Linked DNA regions of Rattus norvegicus: region 1 is linked to region 2. The links are chromatin contacts, called in public Hi-C maps. All regions are on one chromosome and are shown on one strand. The core of a region is the stretch at or near the end of the contact, and the rest is flanking DNA. Distances in the headings are between cores, read along the strand shown.

Region 1 (4,814 bases), core at 1,095-3,594, 350 kb before region 2:
ATTATTACCTATAGGTACTTTCATGACTGTTTAACCATCCTTTTTCCTCACTTAAGTAACTCTAGGCACAGTTTCCTGACTGGACCCAGAATGATATGAAAGCAGTCTCAAACTAAATACTCTGAAAAAGAACAATCTTCTCTAAATTAAGACTAAAAGTTTCTGCATGAGATTATGTGGTCTTGGCAGGATAGTAAAATTCTTCAGCTCGGTTTCCTATACGATTTGATTTTACTAACAATCACATTTCTGCAAGTTTAGAAATAGGTCACTTTTAAAGGTATTTCCAAGGGAACAACAGATTAAAAAGAAAAAAACTTTCCCAAGCTTTTTTCAGTTGGCTGTCCTAACAGGTTATCTCCTCTTGTTTTTCCAGCACAGGTTGCTGATATACAATGGATGTGGACCAATATTCTCAATTTTCTCCTTTCTCCTGTTAGACATGGGAAACAAAGCCTTACACATGACCAAGTCTAGCTCCCCATTTTCCAACAACCAAGGCATGGCAAAATAAAGTAACTGGTAGAAGAATGTCTCATTAGTTACTATCAGGGACTAGAAACAAGACCAGTTGTTTATCAGGCCCATGGCTCTCTGTTGTATCACTAGCCTTGAAGGTTGACCCCACAAAAGAATGTGATTACTGTGAGCAAGTGAGGAACTTTTCTTTCGGGTATCTTTAGTATCTTATATTCTGAAATAGCTGAGGGAACTAATAAAATCTAAGATGGTTACTTTAAACTAAAATTAAGCACTTAAGCTTCACCTAAGTTAATGGTTATTTATAATTTATGATCAACTACAATTATAATTACTTATAATTTATAGTATATGAAAACTAGCCCAGATATACTATTAAATATAGTATGTATACCAGCAACAATGATATTACTATATGTTATGGGCTAAAAGTGAAGCCACCTGGGTAAGTTACTAAGTACAAATCCTTTTACATTTGTCACCTCATTTAAAAATAAACACCAAAACCTCACAAAGTCTATTACTACACAAATGTAAGTAAAAGAATTTGAGGGTTTTATATCCTTAGTCTGGGTTCATAACTTGTTCTGTCTCCAACTGTGTGTGACACCAGAGGAATTATTTATAATCTTTTGTTTTATTTATTTCAAAATATGAATAATACCCATTTAACAGGACTTGTGTGTTGTTGAGTTATGGGTGGAAGACAGCAAAGGTTTTAAAGTTTGTTCTGTAAATATTTCTGAAGATCATAACAACATTTTGGTGTGATTTTTCTAGCGCTTAGGTTGGGATAGCGTCTGAATATCCTGCCTGCTGACCTTCTACACTAAACGCTACACTTATTTGGATCAATTAGTGTATAATAAAGGTGCATGCAAAATGAAAGCAAGGCTTAATTCAAGGAGGAATCATTAGCAGATTGATTCAAAGGTACCCTTTAATTAGACAACACCAGTCCTGAGAGTGTGTGTGTGTGTGTGTGTGTGTGTGTGTGTGTGTGTGCACTCTTGTGTTGCCTATTTCAGTCTTAAGAATGAATACTTCAGTTGTGGAGTTTCAACTTCGACTAGGCTGCAGAGTTTGTAGAGGTCACAAACTACTTCAAACACTCCACTTCAGTTGACTCAGAATATGACTCAAGACAAAAAAAAAAAAAAAAAAAAAAGGTGTACACTGTGATTATGGGTAGTCTTTTGCCATTAAATATTCAGTCTACCATAGCCGCAAACCAGCCACATTGGAAATTTATTACAAAAACGGTATCCCAGTTCCCATCTTGGAGCAACTGAATTATAGCCAGCTCTGGGAGAGTCAGTTCTGGTGGGAGGGAGGGAATGGGAGATTTCATGTACTTAAAATGCACCAGGAGCTTGCTACATATTATCTGCACTTAATCTCCAAGAACTCGGTGGCGTGGGTATTTACCCACTACGTTCATGATGAGGAAACTGAGGGTTGTTTCTGTGAAAGCAGCCGGCCTGATCTGGGGCTCAAAGACTTCAAAGACTAGGCTTAGCATTCTGCCTAGGAAATACTAGGTGACGCAGGCTGCAGGGTCCCAGTCAGGGGGTGGGTATCAGGGTGACAAACTCAAGATCAGGCAGTAGATCAATGAGCAGGGCATGCGGAGCCTCCTTGAGTTCCCGGCCTTTCCAGCTCCAGCCATTACCCCGCGACACTGGAGAAGGAGCTGGCAGGCAACCCAAAGGCCAGGGCGCAGCCTGGACCCGCGCTGCCCGGACCCGCTCAGCCCCTTACCTCTCCGGCTGCCATCCATGCCTAGTCCTTCTGCGGCCTCCGCGGTTGTCCCCTTGGTTCTTACAGGGACCAAGCCGGGCCCCCCGCAGCGGAGGTGAAACTTGGAAAGACCTGGCCCGCGGGGGCGCAATGGGCCACAGTGACCGTCGCCAGGCCGGTTGCTAGGGGCCGGTCCGCGGCTGCAGATTATGACGTCACAATATGGGGACGTGTGCTCTAGGCCCCACCCCGCCCGCGCTCCCAGGCGCTCCAGGCTACAGAAGATGCTAGCGACTGACAGAAGGGCCCCGGGTGCCAGTCCCTTGCTCTGGGAGACTGGCAGTTATCCAGAGTGAACTGTCAGGAAAATGAATCACATCTATTTCCGTTACCACACCTACGTTTTACTTGGGTGCCTGGGATTCGAACTCAGGTCCCCAGGCCTGTCTGTCTAGCGCTCTTGACCAGAATGTTATCTCCTGCAGCCCCGGTTTTAGTTTGTAAGAATTAGTTTGAATTCCCTTTCTGCCTACTGAGTGCCTCAGCTCCTACACTCGCTCTCCCTTTATTTTAAAGCCACAAAGATCGTTTCATTTTAAATGGAACCCGCGGCTCTCTGCGAGTTGTTTATTTTTCCAATAGTTAATCATGAATCCTTGGGAATAAGATCAGAATGGGGTAGAGGGAGTGCAGAAAGCATTCTGTCACACTAGGTTTCTCAGCAACCCATTCTTGAACTTTTAGGCTGGATGAGCCTTGTGGCATATAGCCGCATTCCTGGGCTCTGCCCACTAGAAGACCACAACCCATTGATTGCAACCAAATTCCTGGCAACCAAAAAGGTCACTAGGTATTGCCAAAGGTTGCCTGGGGGAGGAAACTACATCCCATCTGAGGACCTGCGAAATCACTAAAAGCATACTGGATTCCGAACCAGATTTGCCGAACTTCGAGCACCTATATATTATGGTTGATATTTATGGCACTTTATTGAAAGTTAGGACCTCCAGAATAGGTTTCCTGAATGCCTTAAATGATTGGGAAGACCCACTCTGATTGAGGGTGTTATCTTCTAGTAGCAGTCCAGATTTGAAAGGTCATGGCCGAAAAAAAAGATAGATCACCTCTTGCTGGCTTGTCCATTCCTTATGTTGCCCAGTTGATTTCTTCTGCTACTGTGGTTGAATACTTCCACACCAGAAGCAGTTTTTTCAGTTTTCTATCATGATCTAAGGACCACCAGCAGCAGCTCTCCAGGATTCTTTCAGGTTTTTGGCACCAGATGGAGACAGCTGAAGCATCCAACCTTGTGGACAGAGCAACTATGTCAGCTTCCCCAGTGAGAGATGGTCTCTATGGGGAGTGGGGGCGGGGGTGTTACTCTGAGGCACCAGGGATGAAGAAACTACTGAGTTTTCGGCTGTAATTCAGCTGTGTTGCTGTGTTCACTGTTTGTAAGTTGACTTAGTAAGCTCTCCGCGTCCCCACCCCGACCCCCATTGATTCTGCTCCTCTATAGAACCCTGTGGACAGTGCTATCTCTAGGCAGTTTAATCCAGCAACATGGCTACTCTGACTGGAATACAGACACACCTTTAATCCCAAGCAATGAAAGTAAAGTTTATAGAGTGAAGGAGCATGTTTGGAAGAGTAGGTCAGTGAGTCAGTTCAGTTGAATTCAGTCAGTCAGTTGAGGTCAATGCAGTGAATATGGTGAGTGGAGTTGAGTTTGTTCGTGAGCTCATGCAGTTCAGTGCAGGTCAGCAGAGGCAACTGAAGCCAGAGAATAAGAAGGAGCCAGAAGATTAGAACAAATTGCCAGTTTGCTTGAGGCCAAGCAGGGCAATTCAGCAAGAAGCTGAGAGAAGCCAGATTGAATCAGTCAGCTTGGAGAGGAGTTTGAGCCAGAACAATTGAATTAAACCAGTCAGCCAGAGTTCAGAAAGAGCAGGTGAGCTTCCTCCAAGACTACAACTGCATCAGGTGAATAAAAGTACTTTTTCAAGATGGTTCTGGGTGGTATAGAAAAGCAAATTAAGCAAGCTGTTAAGTAGTGTTCTTCCATGGTCAGCCTCTAGGTTCCTGCCTTGAATCCCTGTCCTGACTTTCCACAATGCACTGTAAATCGAAAGATCAAATTAACCATTTTATCCCCAAGTTGCTTTTGGCCAGAGCATTTTATCATAGCAATAGAAACTAGGATAGACTACAAGTTTGATCATGCATTACATTTTAAGCCTGGTGAGCCACAGGTTCCTGTTTATGTAAATGAAAGGGAGGCTGGAAATTGTACAGATACTAATATTATGATACTGACAGTGGCCGTTCAAGAAAATGTGGAATTGTGCAGGTGTCAGGTTTCTCTTTTCTAAGACTTCTGTTCCAGAAGAGACAGATATGAGAATTAGGCTTACGGAAAGTAAATCAGAAATCTTATAACAATGAAAGGAGAAAAAAAATCCAGAATCCCAGTTGTGACAATGCCTGGAATACTGTTCCTTTAAGACATAGGGAGGAGAGAAAATTGGACTTGAAATATGATAATTCTATATCTCCAATAATATTTAGGATGGTACAGAGTAAGGGGACCAAGG
Region 2 (5,254 bases), core at 1,863-4,362:
GACAAAAATAGAGACTGAAAGAAAGACTCACCAGTGACTGGCCTAACTTGGGACCCATCCCATGTGTGCACAATAAGTCCTAACATTACTGAGGCCATGTAGTGCGTGAAGACAGGAGCCTCTCATGGCTGTCCTCGGAGAGGCTCTACCAGCCACTGACTGAGGCAAATGCAGACACTTACAGTCAACCATTGGATTGAGGTCAGAGACCGATATGGAAGAGTTAGAGGAAGAATTGAAGGAGCTGAAGGGAATGTGATCCCATAGGAAGAACCACAGTGTCAACTAACCTGGACCCCTCAGAGCTCCCAGAGGTTAAGCCAAAAACCAAGGAGCATACATAGGCTGGTTCACAGGCCCCAGGCATGGGAATAGCAGAGGACTGACTTGTATAGCCTCAGTGGGAGAGAATGAGCTTAATTCTGTGGAAATTAGATGCCCAGGGAAGAGGTGGGGGTGAGGTGCGGGTGGGTGGATGGTGGGGAAGCACTTTCTCAGAGGTGGGAGGAAGGATGGAGTGAAGAACGAAGGGAGGAGGGACCGGGAAGGGGGGGCAACTTTCAGAATGTAAATAAATAAAATCATTTAATAAAGATTTTTTAAAAAAATACCCGAGATGGGGGGTGTTTGGGGAGGTGGGGGACTCTAAGAGAACTAGGTGCACAAAAGCTTTAGAGATAAAGGGATACACAGACCATGTGTATCTAATCAGTTTAAAGAAATAAAGATGGGATCACATGATCAACGAAGAGAAAGAGAATTAGCTGTGTGTGATAGCTGCTGCCTGTAATCCCAGTGTCTGGGGAGCCATGGCTTAGGGAAGCACCATGGACTGACAAGCAGCCTGTGCTATGGAATGAGAGCATGTCTCAGGAAAAGGAGAGCAAGGAGTGAGGAGAGAATGTCAAAACTGAAAAATTTCTCTAAAAATTAGTGTAGACTTTGTTGAGTAAAATGTCATAGTAAAAATTCCTCAGAAGAGAAGCAGTACAGGAAACTAAAGAAATCAGAAAAAAAAGTTATCTGTGTAAAGGAAAAAGAGACACAGGAAAGATACACAGTGAGTAAACCAAGAAGATGAGCACACGTGTGACTGGAGCCCCACAAGGGGAGAAAGGAAGATCAGTGAAGTCCACGTGTAACTCGAGTCCCGTAAGGGAAGGCAGGAAGGTCGGTGAAAAGCAATGGGCACAAATACGACGGCCGACTGATTTCCAGAACTTATGGGGGACATGAATCCCCCTGCATTATGAAGCCTAGTGTCAGATGTGACAAAGTGAAAGTTCTGTAGCTAGATACACTGTGATCAAAAGGCAGAGACCAGAAACTAAGGGGGTAGGGGTGGGGGTGGGGGAGTGCCAGAGAAAGAAAGATGGATTAGGTACAAAAGGCACATTTCTGACTGACAAGGGGCTTATCGACGGCAACCACTGAAACCAGATGACAGAGTATTCACATTACTGTATACCAAGAAAATGGCTGTCATCCTATTACCAGATTTCAAGAAACAGAGTGAAACCTAGCATTTACAGGTGACTAACACTCAGCAAATTGCCTCTTCGGTTCTTGAAGAAACCTTTTTTAAAGGTTCTTGGTGAAGACAGAAAATGAAACTCTATAATCTGAACCACAAGAAGGGAAGGACCTGGGTGAGCTGCTAAGGAGGGGGCTCTAAAGAATGTCAGCATCACACCCTTGGGTAGGCTCATGCACCCGAGGGAAAACACCCAAGTCAAAAAGGTCTCCTCTCTTGAGACAGGACCAAGAAAGGAAGGGCAGGCACTGCTGTCTTCCTTTTTGTGTTATTAAGCGAGTGTATGTTTGTTTCTACAAAAGCGAAGACAGAGAGAATTATTTTAGTGAGGTTTTACAGTTCTGAACGGAATACATTTCTTTAGCACTTCCTCCCTTGCCGAGAGCAGCCACCAGCCAGGGTGGCTTGATGAACCAGATAGCATCTTGTCTGTTGAGCAACAGAGGCAGTATAATATGTGCTTGTGGTCGCTTGTGGAAAGGTTCTCAAAGTTCTTGGGGGGAATCTGTGGTTCTTCTAAGTTTGTTTCCTCTCATGTAAGTTAGTGCTCAGGGCACAGGGTTGCTCTGAGAGTTAGATGAGGTGGCCTGTGGGGCCCAGAGCCAAGCACAGGGAAAGTCTATACCATATGTTAACGTCAGCGATGTAGTGCTTTCCCTTCTACCGCCCCACAGATTTCCTAAAAGGAAGTCATCCTTGACTGTCGTCAAGTGCGATACCAAGCCAGCATGTCAGATAGCTCTTGTTGAGTCGGTGGAAATGCATTTAAAAAAATATACAAAACACATTATTCCTGTATCCTTCCAAATATTATTTAGGATGCTTTAGTGAAATTTTGAGAAATTTTGCCACCCTCACTGAAAATATGAATGATCCAAGGTTGAGTTTTATAAAAAAAAAATAAAGGCAATCTATAGTGTGGCTCTAAAAGTAATATAAATTATTGATGACAATAGCTAAAGGCAAATTGCTTGCACACAGCATTACAGAGACACTTTCACCTAAAACATGCTTGCTGCCTTTTGAGTCTCCACAAGTCTCCGCTACTATGACTGTTATTTATTAACAAGTAGTTACCGCGGATGCTAAATGACACCAGAAACATAATTTTCTAACCTCACACGAGTTCTGATGAATGTAAAAGCGATTCCCAGACTCCTGCACCGGTGGGGAGGTAACAGCAGGTAGCTCTCCTGCCCAGGTTGGCAGAGATTCTTCCTAAACCATCAGTTTGCCAATACTGCATCCTGAGGAGAGAGCTGGGCACACAGCGTCCCCTTGGCTAACCCCATATCATCACCTAACCACTTCTAAGTTTGAGTTCTGACATCCCTGGTCCTACTACTCAAAGAAGAAGAAACCATGTGTCTTCCTCATTCGCATCTCTCACACAAAGCTTGGTCTTGTTACACTCACAAATCCCAAAGCAGATGCATAGTACCTTCTTGATCATTCTGCCAAAAGTACACTAGATACTAAAAGTACGCTATCTACTTTGAAATCGTGTTCTAGTTTTTAATCTCATACTCACCCGTTTCTGGAGTGATGCTTCTCTTGTCTGAGGAGGGTGGCAACTCTGCTTGTATCAAGAAGAGAAACCAGTAGTGTTGTGGGGACAGGAAATTGCGCTCGTATTTTGTCATAAGCCAATGAGGAAGCAGCCTTTTAATGAGAAGGCTTACTTTATCTGAGTTCAAACAAAAGGATCCTTCTGTACTTGAAATGATGTTTGGGTCATGTATTGTCCTATGATTTTCATAATCCATTCTCTTTGTGTCTTAATTATAAATGTATACTTGTATGCCTTTTTCATGCATATGTGTGTGACTGATGTATGCATGTGTGCACACTTTTGGAAACCAGGAAAAGTGTCCTGTGTACCTTGCTCTGCCTTATGCCTTTTCATAGGGCCTCTTACTGATGCCGGAACTGGACTGGTAGCTAGCAAACTCTTCCTGTCTCTACTTGTCCACTGTGCTGGGGCTATGATCATACATTTGGGCACTAGGATCCCAGCTCAGGTCCTCATACTGTACATCAAGGACTCTTCCCAGGTGATTCATCTCTACATCCTCTGATTTTGATGCTTTTCTTAATGTCTTAATCCTGTCACTACACCTGCCTATTAGATCGACTGTGAGGGCATCTACATAGGCTCTGACTATTCCGTGGGAATGAGCATACCATCATGTAAGAGAGGGCTACTTGCTGTCACCCTGGATGCCACAGAAGCTTAAACACTTCTAGATGTGCATGAATGAGGTAGGATGAGTGATCTGGGTGTGAGGATGGAGAAGACGCTGTGGACCGATTTGGGGTGAGTTGTTTCATGGAGAATAAAGCAGAGGAGGTAGAGTGGGTTTGGGGATTAATGTGGGGATCTGAGCAGGTCAAGACAGACAGCTCTGGGAGAACTTCTCTCCTGGGGGACTAATAGGATTAGATGTATAGTATTCGATTACAGAATCATCTTCTCTTCTGGTAATCCTCTGGGAAAAGGAAACAGTGATTGCTAAAAGCAGCTGATGGGACTGGGTCAGGCAAATAGCTAATCATGGAATTTGAAAATGTGTTCGGGAGTGCTATAGATTATGCTTTTAAAACACTAATGGCTGTACTTTAACAAGGTAAAACTACTTTAAACAAGGTAAAGTAGTTTAATGCAAAGTGAAATTAGTTTTTAGAACATTCTACTTTTGAGAAAGCTAAAGTGAGATACCATCTTTAAACTGTATCCAAATAAACTTTGATTAGAAATTAAGGCAAGGCTATTTTATAAGTATGAAATCGAGAGTGGAAAATTTTAACTTAATTTTAGGCTCTACTCAGGATATGCCAAGTCTGTGTTTATAGTTGAAAAAAAAAGCGATGCCATAGCTGAGACATTTCTTCCTGCAGTTAAGTGAGGTGTATAAGGGAGATGCAAAGGCTTTTGAAATTTTCTTAGAATGTCTTCAGGAATCATAAGAATACGCTGGGCTGTGGTGGGGCACACCTTTAATCTCAGTATCTGGGAGGCAGGGGCAGTTGGATCGCTGAGTTCAAGGCCAGCCTGGTCTACCCAGTGAGTTCCAGGATACTCTGTGTACATACTGTCTCAAAAACAAACAATAATAACAAGAAAGAATTGTAACAATAATGAATTTGTGAAGTAAGAATGTGTAAATAACATGTAGTAGTTGAAAACTTCAGGATATATTGTCATTGAGATGATGGAAAATTAAGGTAAAATGTAAAAGCAGTAATGACCTAAAGCTTCAGCGTTGGGGTGTGGGGGTTCACTTAATGCAGTGTTTCCCTTGCAACCATGAAGATCTAAGTCCGAGCCTCAGGGGCAATGTCAAACAAAGCAAGTATGGTGGCATGTGATCGTGATCTCAGTACTGGGAAGGTAGAGGCAGGCAAACTCTGGGTTAGAGAAAGACTTGTCTTTAATTTAAAAGAAAAGAATGATGAAGCCTGAGGAACAAGTCCCAAGGTGGCCCTCAGGCTGACACACGCATCTGCACACATGAACACATACATATGAATCTGCACACATCAAGCGCATACACACACATACAGAAACGAGGGGATTAAAAATTTGCCAAAATGAAATAATAATTTCGATCTACTTATGACTATAATCCCCATATCTCTTTTTTGCTTGGTTTTGCACATTTGCCTAACTATTGTTTCTATTTCATGGGTAGTTCACAATTTGCACAAGATCTAATTTTA

What was found. Hi-C and Micro-C count contacts between places; a contact is called where the count stands out from the background.
Region 1: a Hi-C map of liver shows a contact between it and region 2, with 2.4 times the contacts expected there. The contact joins the promoter of Spata7 here to the promoter of Gpr65 in region 2. A contact is called at or near these places in 3 of 12 Hi-C or Micro-C datasets (the A7r5 cell line, frontal cortex and liver).

Annotation. Positions count from the first base shown.
Region 1 is chr6:123,607,144-123,611,957 of GRCr8, reverse strand. It overlaps Spata7 (spermatogenesis associated 7), which reads right to left and starts at 2,344. Exons shown (of 12, transcript NM_138862.3): 1 at 2,242-2,344. The coding sequence starts at 2,260.
Region 2 is chr6:123,252,612-123,257,865 of GRCr8, reverse strand. Gpr65 (G-protein coupled receptor 65) reads right to left here and starts at 3,112. Exons shown (of 2, transcript NM_001106751.3): 1 at 3,066-3,112.